Regions from separate parts of the Cricetulus griseus genome. Here region 2 is linked to region 1. Evidence: chromatin contacts called from public Hi-C data. All regions are on one chromosome and are shown on one strand. Each heading gives the region's core, a stretch centred on a gene start, on an enhancer-like site or on the middle of the called end of the contact. The rest is flanking DNA. Distances are from core to core; before and after follow the strand shown.

Evidence for each region. A called contact is a pair of places that touch in the nucleus more often than the background predicts.
Region 2: a Hi-C map of liver shows a contact between it and region 1, with 3 times the contacts expected there. The contact joins two enhancer-like sites. A contact is called at or near these places in 5 of 8 Hi-C or Micro-C datasets (the CHL-YN cell line, the CHO-K1 cell line, fibroblasts and 1 more).

The regions. Positions count from the first base shown.
Region 1 is chr4:176,380,945-176,387,119 of CriGri-PICRH-1.0, reverse strand. No RefSeq gene overlaps it. Among named protein-coding and RNA genes, the nearest start is that of Trnaq-cug, 28 kb to the right of the region's middle. Within about 2 kb of position 3,504, at least 1 of the 6 cell types and tissues checked has open chromatin away from gene starts, as enhancers often do.
Region 2 is chr4:176,537,477-176,543,696 of CriGri-PICRH-1.0, reverse strand. It overlaps Slc24a1 (sodium/potassium/calcium exchanger 1), which reads left to right. Exons shown (of 9, transcript XM_027411360.2): 3 at 1-41; 4 at 3,902-3,985; 5 at 4,847-4,938. Among named protein-coding and RNA genes, the nearest start is that of Slc24a1, 18 kb to the left of the region's middle. Within about 2 kb of position 2,591, at least 2 of the 6 cell types and tissues checked have open chromatin away from gene starts, as enhancers often do.

The DNA.
Region 1 (6,175 bases), core at 2,255-4,754:
AGGCCCATCCTCCATGTTAATCTCATGATGAACTCATGTATTTCTAGACTTACAGATCACATTCTCTATTAGGTACCCAGAGTGTAGATGGAATATTATACTTATATTTCCAAGGCTTGGCCAAGGGACTTGTCAGTCCTAAGTTGTCTTTGGACAGGCTTTGTCTTTGGAAAGCACTCAAGGAAAAGTTCATCCCCCATCACTCAGCAAGGAGAGAAGCCGACAAACCCTGGGTGAGTGTTTCTCAGACTCTTGAGCGTCCCATGGATGAGTCCTTGGGTCTAAAAGTTATCTATAGGTATTTGTGGTTTCAGATTTCCTCTGAGACCATCTGCAGTGAACATAAACATCTGGACAATGTGGCTAGCCACCTCACAAGCGTGTCTCTGTGCAGTATTGAGTAATTGAGCACAGGACCTTGCATTTGATACTAAGCACACCCGCTACCACTGAGCTACACCACCAGCACCACCAGTCCACTCATAAGTGGATCTTGAGTTACTTCAAAGTAACTAAGATATCCTAGCGGCTAGGAACAGAGTTCAGTTGGTGGAGTGCCTGCCTAGTCAGCCTGTACAAGCACTGCTTTCACTCTCAGTGCTAGGTAAACTGAGCATGGTGATGTAGGCCGATAGTCCCAGAACTAGGGAGGCAGAAGTAGGTTTATCAGTTCAGGGCCACTGCTGGCAACATACTGAATTTGGATCCAGCCTGGGATGCATGAGACTCTAACTTCAAATAAAATCAAAACGAAACAGAAAACATGCCCAAGTACTCAGAGACTGTTGTGGAGTTCAGGCCTCTGAGCAAAACAGCTGCCATCTTCATTAGATCAGCTGCACCTGCTTGCAGGTATCTTTTTTTTCTGGCCACTAGAAATAGCACTGCTACCTGAAGGCTTTAATTCTAACATGTAAAAATCAAGTTCTTCAAGTCTTCAACTATATTCTTGGGTACTTGACTTCTCAAATTTGAAGAATACTGACCCAGGTTTACCCTTTGACTTAATAAATGAAGAAGTTGCCAGATCCACTCACAAACTGGTGGGAGTGTCAGACTAGATGGGTAGCACAAGCTTGCTGTTTTTGTTTCTACAGTTTCGGGAGTCAGAACCTGGGTCTCCTCATGCTAGGCTGAGTGACAGGGTCAACATTGGGTCCCTCCCTCTATTTCTCTCCATCTTAATTTTTGAGATGGAATCTCTCACTGAACCTGTAGCTCCCTGATTCATCTAGACTAGCTGTCCATCAAACCTCCAGTGCCCTCAAATCTCTACCTCTCCAGCACTGGGATTGCAGTTGTGTGTCTGCCATGTCCAGCTTTTAAATGTGGGTTTTGGAGGGTCTGAACATAAATCCTTATGCTTGAGAATTGAGCACTTTACAGGCATGCCACCTGACCCCATCCATCTTGCCATCTTTCTTACCTGCAAAGAGTGGACATCTTATTTTTAGGGCTTTCCCAAGTTCTCTAGTTCTCTGGTTCTATGTGGAGAGCCACCATGTAGCAGCATGCTGACACTTAGTTAGGAACACACATTTGTTGATTTAACCAGATGCAGTACTTAGTTCTCCCTACTCCTGGCCTGAATACCAGTAATAATTGCTGAGGCCAGAAGCCAGTCAAAAGAACCAACTGGCCAAACCTCCCCATTCAACCACTTTTCCCAGAGTTACCTCCCAGGGGATCGTAGGGACAAACAAAGCTGTTGACCCAGTTTGAAGGCCTGGAAAATCATGTGAGTCACTGGGACAACAGAGCAGAATGTCAGGTCCCTGAGAAACTGTAAGCATGGCTTTCCAGTGCCCTTTGTGTCCCTCTAGGGTGGAACTGGGAGCCCCAGGGTGGCCCTTCATTTTTTATCCTGCTGCTCCTCCCAGGGGTTTCTCAGCTCCTCAGCCCTGTGACCGGAGCTGCAGCTGCAGGAGCCTGGTTCTGTTTTCTTTCCAGCAGGCTGCATGCTCAGCAGTCTGGAGAGTGACAGCTCCAGTTATAGGAACCAAAACAAACCAGGAAACTTAGAGGAAGATGTAGAGTGTAGTTTGGAGCAAAGCCACAGTCTCTCCCTGGGAAGGACAAATTGAAGAAACTCCAAACAATTTAAACCGAAGACAGGGGATCCAAAGGCAATATTTAAAAAAATCAAACTCACGTGAGCAAAATGGTAGCTTACAAATAAGCACCCCCAGATTACTTAAAGAGTCTCTTGTGAGGTTCTGAAGATATTCTGCCTAAATTATACAAAGAGCTGAGCAGGTTTGGTCAGAAAAGTAATGCAGGTCCAATTGTTAAGCAAGGTGGATAGTTTTCTGTCTACATATCAGAAATAACAGCTGAAGCTCCATATGTCTCCAAATAACACTTTGTGTGAAAACAAAGCACTTCTAGGGAGAATGAGTGTTTTAGTTCATTTTCCATTGCTATAACAGAATGCCAGAGACTGTGCCATTTATAAAGCAAATGGATTGATTTAGCTCATCGTTTTGAGACAAGAAAGTCCAAGATTGGGTTGTTGCATCTGGTAAGGGCCTCCTTCTGTATCATAACCCAGTAGATCAGGTGGCAGGGGCATCGGGAAGCAGAAGTGTGTAAGAGTATCCAGTGCATGTGTGGGAAATAGAGGGCAGAGACAAAGGTAGCTAGACACTTCATACTGTTCTCGCTGTCACTAGCCCAGTCCCACAAGACCAAGAATTCAATACTGGGAGAAAGGCTTTCATCCATCACCTCAGAATGGCCCATCATCTATCAACACTGTCACATTGGTGACTAGGCCTCAGCATCGTCACTGCCGTTGTTAGGATCAGAGTCTGGGCTTCAGAAGCTGTAACAAGCTATGCTGGGCCACTCACCCACAATCACTCATGGCAGGATGTTTACAATGTGAGTTTTGATAGGGACAAACCACCCTGAAAATATAACTGTGAATTTCCATGGGAACTTCTAAATATCCCAGACCAGTCAGAGATAACAACAAAGGAGACATCATCAGGGGCAGATAAGGAAAGATGTCTATATCAACTCTTTCTTTCTTTCTTTCTTTCTTTCTTTCTTTCTTTCTTTCTTTCTTTCTCTCTTTTAAAGCAATATCTGATTCCAGCACTTGTTCTAGGATCTTTTGTTTGAGACAGGATCTTGTCACACAGCCCAGACTAGCCTTGACCTGGAGGTCCTCTGTCTACCTCCTGAATTCTGGCATTGCAGGCATGTGCCCACACACCTAACTTACACTAGAATTGGCATCTTCAGGGGGATTCAGTTTCTACATATAATTCAGTCCAGGATCACATCAGTTCATGTTTGGTGGGTGCCCTGAGTGATTGCTAAGCTCAATGGCAAATGAAGTGTCTGTCCTTCCTGGTTGTGGAGGGTATGTGTGTACCTGGAATAGCTGGAGGAAGAGAATGGAGTCAGCAGGTTTGGGGTGTCCTTAGCCCTGCTGCTCCTGTCCCTTCACTTCCCTTCTGACTTCCTCTCCCTTCAGTGCATCTGGCAGATCTGGTAGACAAGCAGCAGCTTTGCAGGGGTGTCTGCTGCCCACTCTGGTGCCGTCGCTGTGCATTGCTTCCGAGCTGCTGTTTCTGGGTCTGGGCACAGTGCCAGCATCCGTCTTTGTCATCAAAATCCCGGGGCTGCCTGGTATTCTGAGTGCTTTACAGAGTCAGCAGCCCAGCCCCAGGCATGCACTTAGGTGGAAGGCCGAAGGCTCTGGAAAGAGTATTCAGAACGAGATGGTAGAGATAAAGGAAGGACACAGCAGAGAGAAATAAAAGACTTCTACAGCCCGACTCTATCTTGCTGACCTCAGCACTCAGTCGCATGCCAGCAGCACTGCCCACTAGAACCCTCCAAGATGATGGAAATGTCTTAGGACAATTATGCTGACACAGCAGCCACATCTGGTTACTGAGCACTTGAAATATAGCTAGCGAGGACATTTATATTCTCTTGAATCCTAGTTAATTCAAGTTTAAATAGATACATGTGAGTAGTGCTTACTGTATTAGACACATGAAAAGATAGTAGAGGGTACTGTGCGGTTAGGTGGCACAGTTCAAAGAGCCTGAGAATCTGGATTCTGTTTCCAGAAGCCCTGTGAAAAACTCCAGGCACAGTGGTGCATGAAAGTAATCTCAGCATGGGGTAGGCAGAGATGGGTGGGTCCCTGAGGCTCATTTGGCCAGCTAGCCTAGCCTAATTAGTGAGCTCCAGGCCAATGAGAAACTGTCTGATGTTGATGTTGGAGCTCTGGGTTCAAATCCCAAATCTCTTGTGTTATTTTCTGGCAACATGGAGATGCTTAACTTCTATGAACTTCTTTGTACACAGCTCCAAGATGGAGCTAAGATCTACTTCATGGGGGTGGTATGTTGGGGGAGATGGATGGAGCCTTGGACCCGGGAGTCATTTACTAGTGCACTCAATTGTCAAAACTAGCCACAGAGGTCTGCGAGAGGGAGTAGCCTGGGGCTGTGCACCTTTCCACACACCAGAGAACCCTAGATGACCACCTGCTTGGTTAGGTTATTGCATTTGCCTTAAAATTCTCACATTCACAAATCCCTTTTCTTTAAATTTTTCAGTTATTGTTATTTTAGATTTCCATTGTGTATATTCCTTATACATGGTATTATTTCATAAGAACATTTTAAAAATTAGATTTATTTTTATCTATATGTGCATATGAGCACTCTTAGAGGCCAGAAGTGGACATTAGGTCTCCAAAAACTGCAGTTACAGACAACTGTGAGTCATTCAACATAGGTGCTGGGAACTGAACTCAGGTTCTCTGCAAGAGTAAGCATGGGCTCTTAGTTGCTGAAATCTCTCCAGCGCCACAATGACATTTTTATTCAGGTATATGTCGTATGTTGGACATACCCTTTGTGGTGGTTTGAACATGTATGACCCCATAGACTCAACATGTTTGAATGTTTGCCCCATGAGTGTTACTATTAGGAGGTATGCCCTGTTGGAGTAGGTGTGGCCTTGTCTGTACCAGGCTTTTTCTTTGAGGCCACCAACAAGCTCCCAAATCATGACACGGAGACTCATTAGTTATTAATACTCAGCCTAGCTTAGGCTCATTCCTGGCTAGCTTTTTTAAACTTAAATTAACCTGTTTCTTTTTATCTACCTTTTGCCTCAGGGCTTTTTACTTTTCTTACCTTCTATATATCTTACTTTCACTGTTTCTCATGTCTGGATGGCTGGCTTCTGGCCTTGGGCTTCTCTCTCTCCTTCTCTCTCCTCTTTCCTTCTTCTCTCTTCTTAGATTCCTCCTTCTATTTATTCTCTCTTCCCACAACCCCTGCCTTTCCTTTCTCTGCCTAGCTATGACCATTCAGCTCTTTATTAGACCAATCAGATGTCTTAGGCAGGCAAGGTGAAACAAATGCAACACATCTTTACATAATTAAACACACATCCTTACATTGTCAAACAAATGCAGCATAAAAATGTAACACCCTCATACAGTTAAAATAATATTCTGCAGCATAAACAAATATAACACATCTTTGCCCAGTTAAAATAATATTCCACAACACTTGTTGGAAAAAAAGCGTCGCTATGGAGGCATGCTTTAGAGCTTATATGCTTAAGCCACACCCAGTGTGAGAGTTCACTTCCTGTTGCCTGTGGATCAAGATGTAGAGCTCTCAACTCCCTCTCCAGTACCATGTCTGCTTGCTTGACACCGTGATGATAATGGACTAAACCTCTGAACTGAGAGCCAGTCCCAATTAAATGTTTTCCTTTATAAGAGTTGCCGTGGTCATGGTGTCTCTTCACAGCAATAGAAACCCTGACTAAGACACCTCCCATATATCCTCCTCTCGTCTCCAAGCTCCTGTCAATTCCCTTTGTTTCCCTAGACCAGTGGTTTTCAACCACTCAGGCTTTCACTAAAAAAACTCTATTCATTCAGTAGAGCAGTGGCTCTCAACCTTCCTGATGCCGCGACTCTTTAATACAGTTCTTCATGTTGTGGTGACCCTCAACCATAAAATTATTTTGTTGCTTCTTCGTAACTGTAATTTTGCTAGTGTTATGAATAATAATGTAAATATCTGATGTACAGGATATCTGATATGTGACTTTCAAGGGGGTCGAGACCCACAGATTGAGAACCACTGGCCTAGATAGTTTAGCTTCTACTTTGATATCAATTATC
Region 2 (6,220 bases), core at 1,342-3,841, 160 kb before region 1:
CTACCATCTCATGCTCCACAGCCTGGACCCCCTGGGGGAAGGTAAGCAAGGCCTCCTCAGACCTGCTGGTCTGCCCCATGTGTGCCTCCCCTCCTGCTACTGGAGAGAAGCTGGGATTTGCAAACGCTAGTGACAGTGGGCTGGGCTGGGAGGACAGAGTTATCAGAAGAGAGGGTGGGTAGTGAAAGCTAGACAGTCTGGAAGACAAGGAATACCTAAGACCTGGGCTCACCAAGAGAGAGCCATGTGAGACATAGTTACTGGGGTCCTCAAGTAATATTCCATTGTTTCCCTGCCCTGTGTCCCTGTCTGTAAAGTGAAGGGCCTTATCCACAGTCAGGACACAAATGCTATATGGCCTATTTGGATCTGTGTTGGGGCAGATCCAATGTCCCACAGGTTGACTGGCCAGGGATGCTTCAGGGGACACATCCTCCACAGCCCTGTGACATTTCTCTTTGCTTTGGATTCAGCTCTGGAGTCCTAGGAAGCTTGGCCCTCCTTCCAGCCACGAGTCCTAAAGGACACCCTAGGAGATGTCACAGCCACTTTTGGGGAGCAGAATGCAGTGTTTAAGGTGCTGAAGTCGAACTTGACCAGAGAGTCCCATTGTCCACCTTATCAACTCCGGTCTGTCTTCTCACTTCCCCAGAGCACTACCCCACATACCTCTTACACCCTACTGCCTGCCTCTCAGGAACTCTCCTGCTGCCTTTGGACTTGGTCACTGGTAGAGAACTAAGCCCATGAAGAAAGCCCACTAGGAAAACGCTAGTTTTGGGCAAAGCCATGGCAGGCAGTTAGGCAAGAGAGGCTGAATATGGCACAAAATAATGAGCCCCAGGAGACCGCTGACTGGCCTTTCTGGTGAAGGGGCACCTTTTAGGATCTCAGACTTTCCCCTTGAGACACAATAGGGGGGCTGTGTGTTTAAAAGTATGCTGTACTGGGAAAAGCAGTGTCAAGGACAAGGCAGTAAGACCTTCCTTAGAAATTCTTCAAGGTGGGATCTGGAGAGATTGCTCAGTGGTTAGGAGTGCTGGCTGGTCTTCCAGAGGACCTGGGTTCAATTTCCAGTACCCACATGGCAGCTCACAGCTGTCTGTAACTCTAGTTCCAGAGGATCTGACACCCTCACACAGGCATCTGTGCAGGCAAAATACCAACACAAACAAAATTAAAAAGAAAGAAAGAAATTCTTCAAGATGAGCCTTGGCAACAAAGACACCCCACATGAACAGCACCTCTGAGGAGTGAGCAGACTTGGGCAGTCTCAGGTCTGAAGTCTGGGATGGACCTGGCCTGGCTTCCAAAAGGACTTTAAGTCATGCCAAGCCATTCCCAGTAGAACCATAGACTCTAGCCGAGCCCTGAAAACAAAGAACTTCTCCTGAATGAACTGTGGGGCTCCCAGACCCGGGCACCTTTGTGAGCATCAGCTGCCAGCTGGCCTACTTGTCTTAACAGGATTATGTGGTGTTGAGGCCAGGCTGAGGTCACAGGAGATTGGCACTAAGGAGATGATCCAGCCATGCTGGGTGGGGAGAGGGCACTCGAGGGAACAATGACAGGGGAGACGTGGTATATGGACTGTGGGTGTGGCAAGCCAGGACCCCCCCTTGAGATGAATAACTGCAGAAGTGTCCTGGGATGCAATGCTGCTCAGAGCTGGGGTCTGAGCATTTGCCAACACCTCCACCCGGGAGGGGCTAGGTCCTCTCAGGCCTTTGTTCCCAAGCCACATTTCCCTGACAGCTTCCAGATGGCCATCCAGATGTTTCCACCCTTTCCAGGTGGAGTTTCCCAGACTCAGCTCTCTCCACAGATGTTCCCTGTCCTCTGAACTCTCACCTCCCCAGGGTGGTGTTTTCCTCCCCCTGCTCCCATGCTTCTCTTGTGCTCCCAGTCAGGTGTGTGTGTGTGTGTGTGTGTGTGTGTGTGTGTGTGTGTGAGAGAGAGAGAGAGAGAGAGAGAGAGAGAGAGAGAGAGAGAGAGAGAGAGGCAGAGAGAGACAGAGAGAGACAGAGAGAGACAGAGACAGAGAGACAGAGAGATCGAGCAGCAATAACCTGGGAAATGAGGGGCTGGGGCAAGTGATGAAGGTTGTGAGTTCCTCCAGTCAGCAGTCAGCTGATGTGCCAGAGCCAGGATGGGGATCTCAGGATGTCCTTCTTTGATGGTGGTGACTGTCTGTTCATCAGGATGTTACAGCTCATGATTAGTGCCTAGAGGGCCCTAGGCATTTGGTTGAGGAGGCAGGGTTGTTCTGAAGTCCTAAAAACTCCAGAAAAAATCAGCTGGGTGCCCCGATAACTTGAAGGACCAGAGGGGCCATAGCAGTGACTCTGCAAATGGCATTTACTGCCAAGGCAGCAGCAGCAGAATGACTCTGAGGGTTTAGAGCACAGGTAGCAAGGAGGAAATGCCAGAACTGTTTTTCTATTTGCTGCCTATCCGGGATCCAGGCATTGTCTTTATTCCAACTAACTTTCCAGACTGTACTTTCTTAGCATCCGTGCAGTCTGTCTGCACCGCCGCCCCATTAGATGATCTCCAGGGACTCTTCCAACTCAAACCCTCTGGAATGCTGGGCATTTTCACCGCAGAACTGTTTTCCTGGGTGGAAAGCTGCTGGCCCCAACTGCAGTCATATCACTATCATCATTACAACCAAAAAGTAACACAGTGACATCTAGGGGCTGTTTTAAATACAGTCCTGCATAAATCCTTCCACCATCCACTACAACTCTGGAAGGCTTTACAGGTGAAGTGACTGAGAGATGCAGAGGCTAAGAAATCAGCCAGCTGGGCCATCGTTACAGTGCACCTGGTCAAGCTAAGATTCACTCCCAGGCCCTCAGGCTCCAACATGTGCCTGATGGTGTAGGGAAGCACTGCACCAGTCAAGCACTCTTGTCTCCTGGATCCTCAAGTCAGTGCTCTCTCTGGGTGTCTCATGGTGTTGCCATTTGCAGACAACACACTGGCTTCCCAAGCAACCCGATGTTCATGGAGAGAGCAAGCCTGCATTTACGACAGAAACCATGTGGCCTTTACTTCACATGCCCGTTTGCACCATTGTCCTGCCTTCCCTACCCATCCCTCATGCCACACAGCTGACAGGGGGGCCACTTAAGCTCCTGCTTCTCAGCCCACCCCTTTTTCTTCTCTATGTCAAAGTTATTAATGTGAAGTCCTTTGCACATCTCCTGGCACAGTCAATATAGGCAGAGAGGTGGCCTCCCTGTTATTTTTCTCTCGTGGAAATTGGGGCAGCTATTCTGTTGCCTGCTACTCTAGCGGTCTCCAGTAAAATCTGTCCCAATAAAATGTGACACCCACTTGGAATCTTGGTGTCTGGGATCAAAAGGGTAAAGCCGAAGCTTGATTCCTTCCCCCTTCTGCAGAGGAAGGCTCCTAGGCAGCAGCCCCCTAGAGCAGCCCACGCAGAATGTGTTGTCCTGGCTTCTAGGAGACCTGTGACAAGTGAGCTGCAAGGGACCTAATGGATCATCTAGTCCTAGAGTGGCAAAACTGGACTCTCTGCCATCATTTCTCCACTCCCTGACTATCAAGGACATCGTTGATCCTGGCAGGGACTGTCCTACCAAGTTTGGGTCAGATGCCTCCAATGAGCTATCACTTGAGGTCATGAGGGAAATGCTTCTTGCAGGCTGGTCCCCAATCCAGCCATATGTTTATGAGAGAGGAAACAGGAGGAGCAATCTGCCTTAGGTCATAGCCAGGTAGTGATGGTGGGCACCAGGGGTAGGCCCTGAGAGCTCAGACCCAGACACCACAGGCCTAGGCCAGCCTTCCCTGACTTGTCACCGCTGGGCAATGCAGAGTCCTGACTGGACACTGAGGTCCCAGATAAGATGTCTTCCTTTCTCCTTCACAGCCCGCCCCTCCAAGGACAAGCAGGAGAGTTTGAATCAGGAGGCCAGAGTCCACCCCCAGACCAAAGCAGAGAGCAGTCCTGACGGTGAGAGGATGGCTAGACTGGCCACTGGCCAGGTTTCTCCTGCCCCACCTCCTGTCACAGCCTGTATAGAGCTGACACTGAGACACATGTCAGTCAGTGTCACGCAGGTTCTTCCTTCAGTGATGTTTTTCTGCCACCACCTGCTCCCAGTCACTTCCTCCTTGCTCTCCCAGATGGGACAGGCGAGGGAAGGACAGGGGAGCACTCACCTCTCACATATTTCCCAAACCGCATCCCAAGTGGGACTCGATTCCTTCTTCCCGTGACTTCTACACATGGACATGGTTGCTGTCAGTAATCTGAAATGAGAAACCTTACTGCAGGAAGGTGACTTGGAGTCCAGTGACAGAGGCCTAGCATCCATTGGCAGCTATGACTAAGGAAGTAGAGCAGCAATTGCCACATGGGCTCTCCACACCAGGTTTACCAGCCTTACTCAGAAACCCATAGAGGGAGCCAAGCAGCTGTCATTCTTTCTATTCCATAGCCTAGGAAACCAAGGTTCAGAGAGGTCAAGTGAACTGCCCAAAGCCACACAGCCACGACGTTGTTATCCTGTAGCTAACCTGAGCATTTCAGATTTTTCCAAGCCTCCGAGCTGCTTGCCTTTAAATTCAGTGGGATCCTTTCCAAAGGATCAGCCCTCCCTGCTCCTTGGCCACAATACCAGGAAATACCCGCAAACACAAGGGAATGCTTCCCAGATGCCTTTGTTTTCAGGGGACAGAATAAGCACTGGTCCCAGGTCCCAAACAAGCCTCCTGAGCCCCTCATGTCAAATGTCCTGTAGTTTCTCCTGCCTGTCTCTGCAGCTGCTCTCAACCTGCTCCGCTCTCACCTAACCCATGTTTGTCCTTTAAGAGGAGGAGCCAGCCCAGCTCCCTGCGGTCACGGTCACTCCAGCCCCTGCTCCAGACGCCAAGGGAGATCAGGAGGAGGATCCAGGCTGCCAGGTAGGCGCCCATCCTCTGCACAGCTGGAGGAATTTCAGAGGCCAAGGAAGGGCTTTCTGGCCAAAACACTTCCTAATTGAAGGCCTGAAATCCCATTTAGATTTATCCCTGTGGGGTGAACCATGCCCCTTCTCTGAAATCATTTGAAAAATGCTCACACTTTCCAGACCCACAAAGATCATGGTAATACTCCAGCATGAGAATGAGAATATAAGTATATGACGACCACATGCTGTAAGACTATAAGGAATTGTTAGTGTGTCAGCAAAGCAACCAGACACTGAGACCAGGCTGTCCCAGACCTCCAGTGGCTTGAAGTACAACAAGAGGGCTGTTGGGTAAGAGACCTTGGCATGACCCGAGGCCCTTTGTTGCTGCTGTGCCTGCCTCATCTGTAGCCTGCGTTGCCCTGACAGCCTCTTCTTCCCTTATTCTCTGACCAAATGGAATTTGTCTCCACACTTTTCTACCATGGGTCTTGCTTATAGAGTTCCCTCTACACACACACACACACACACACACACACACACACACACACACACACACACAGAGTCCCTCTCCCTCCATCCCCAGACCCTTGCACCAGAATCCAAATGCCCATGGAACTCTGTACCTGACATGGGGCTTCCACAACTGCCTCCTTGTTTTCTAAACTTCCTCTAGTTCCAGATGGTGAGGTTCCTGAGGGCAGTATGCAAGTCTGAGCCATCTCTGCCTCCACCTCAGAGGGAAACATCCTGTCTGGCATATTCAATATAGGTTGAATGACTGGCAGTGAACAGATATTTAGGTGCATGTACCAGCCCTGCTTTTCCTATTCAGTGCCCAGAAGTATACTTTTCGCTCATCCACAGTCCAGCAATTTTGGAACTCAGTCTGTAAGGTATGTGAGTACCAAGCAGGCCCACTATGGCCAGCTCATGTGAAAAGGAACAAGAGGATGTAGAGGTGTCTGAACCCCGGCCCAGGAAATGAAACTGAGCCTCAGAAGGAGCTGGGTAGAGGCCCAAGAAGGCCTCCATTTGCTATCTTTCCTCCCTGCTTTCACCATGTGTAGACTCTATGACTGGCTTCAACCCTAAACCACCAGCCCAGCACTCCAGTCCATAGGCACAAACCAGTCACCAGTTTCTACTCTTAGAATCTGTTCAACTTAAGTCACAGGTCAGGGATCTAGTACATATCCAGGCAACTGTGGCCCTGGGAAAGTTGGGGTGCCTTCACTACAACACAGAAGAGAACTGCTGTTCATCTGGGCTATCAGGCCTTCCTTCCTTCCTTC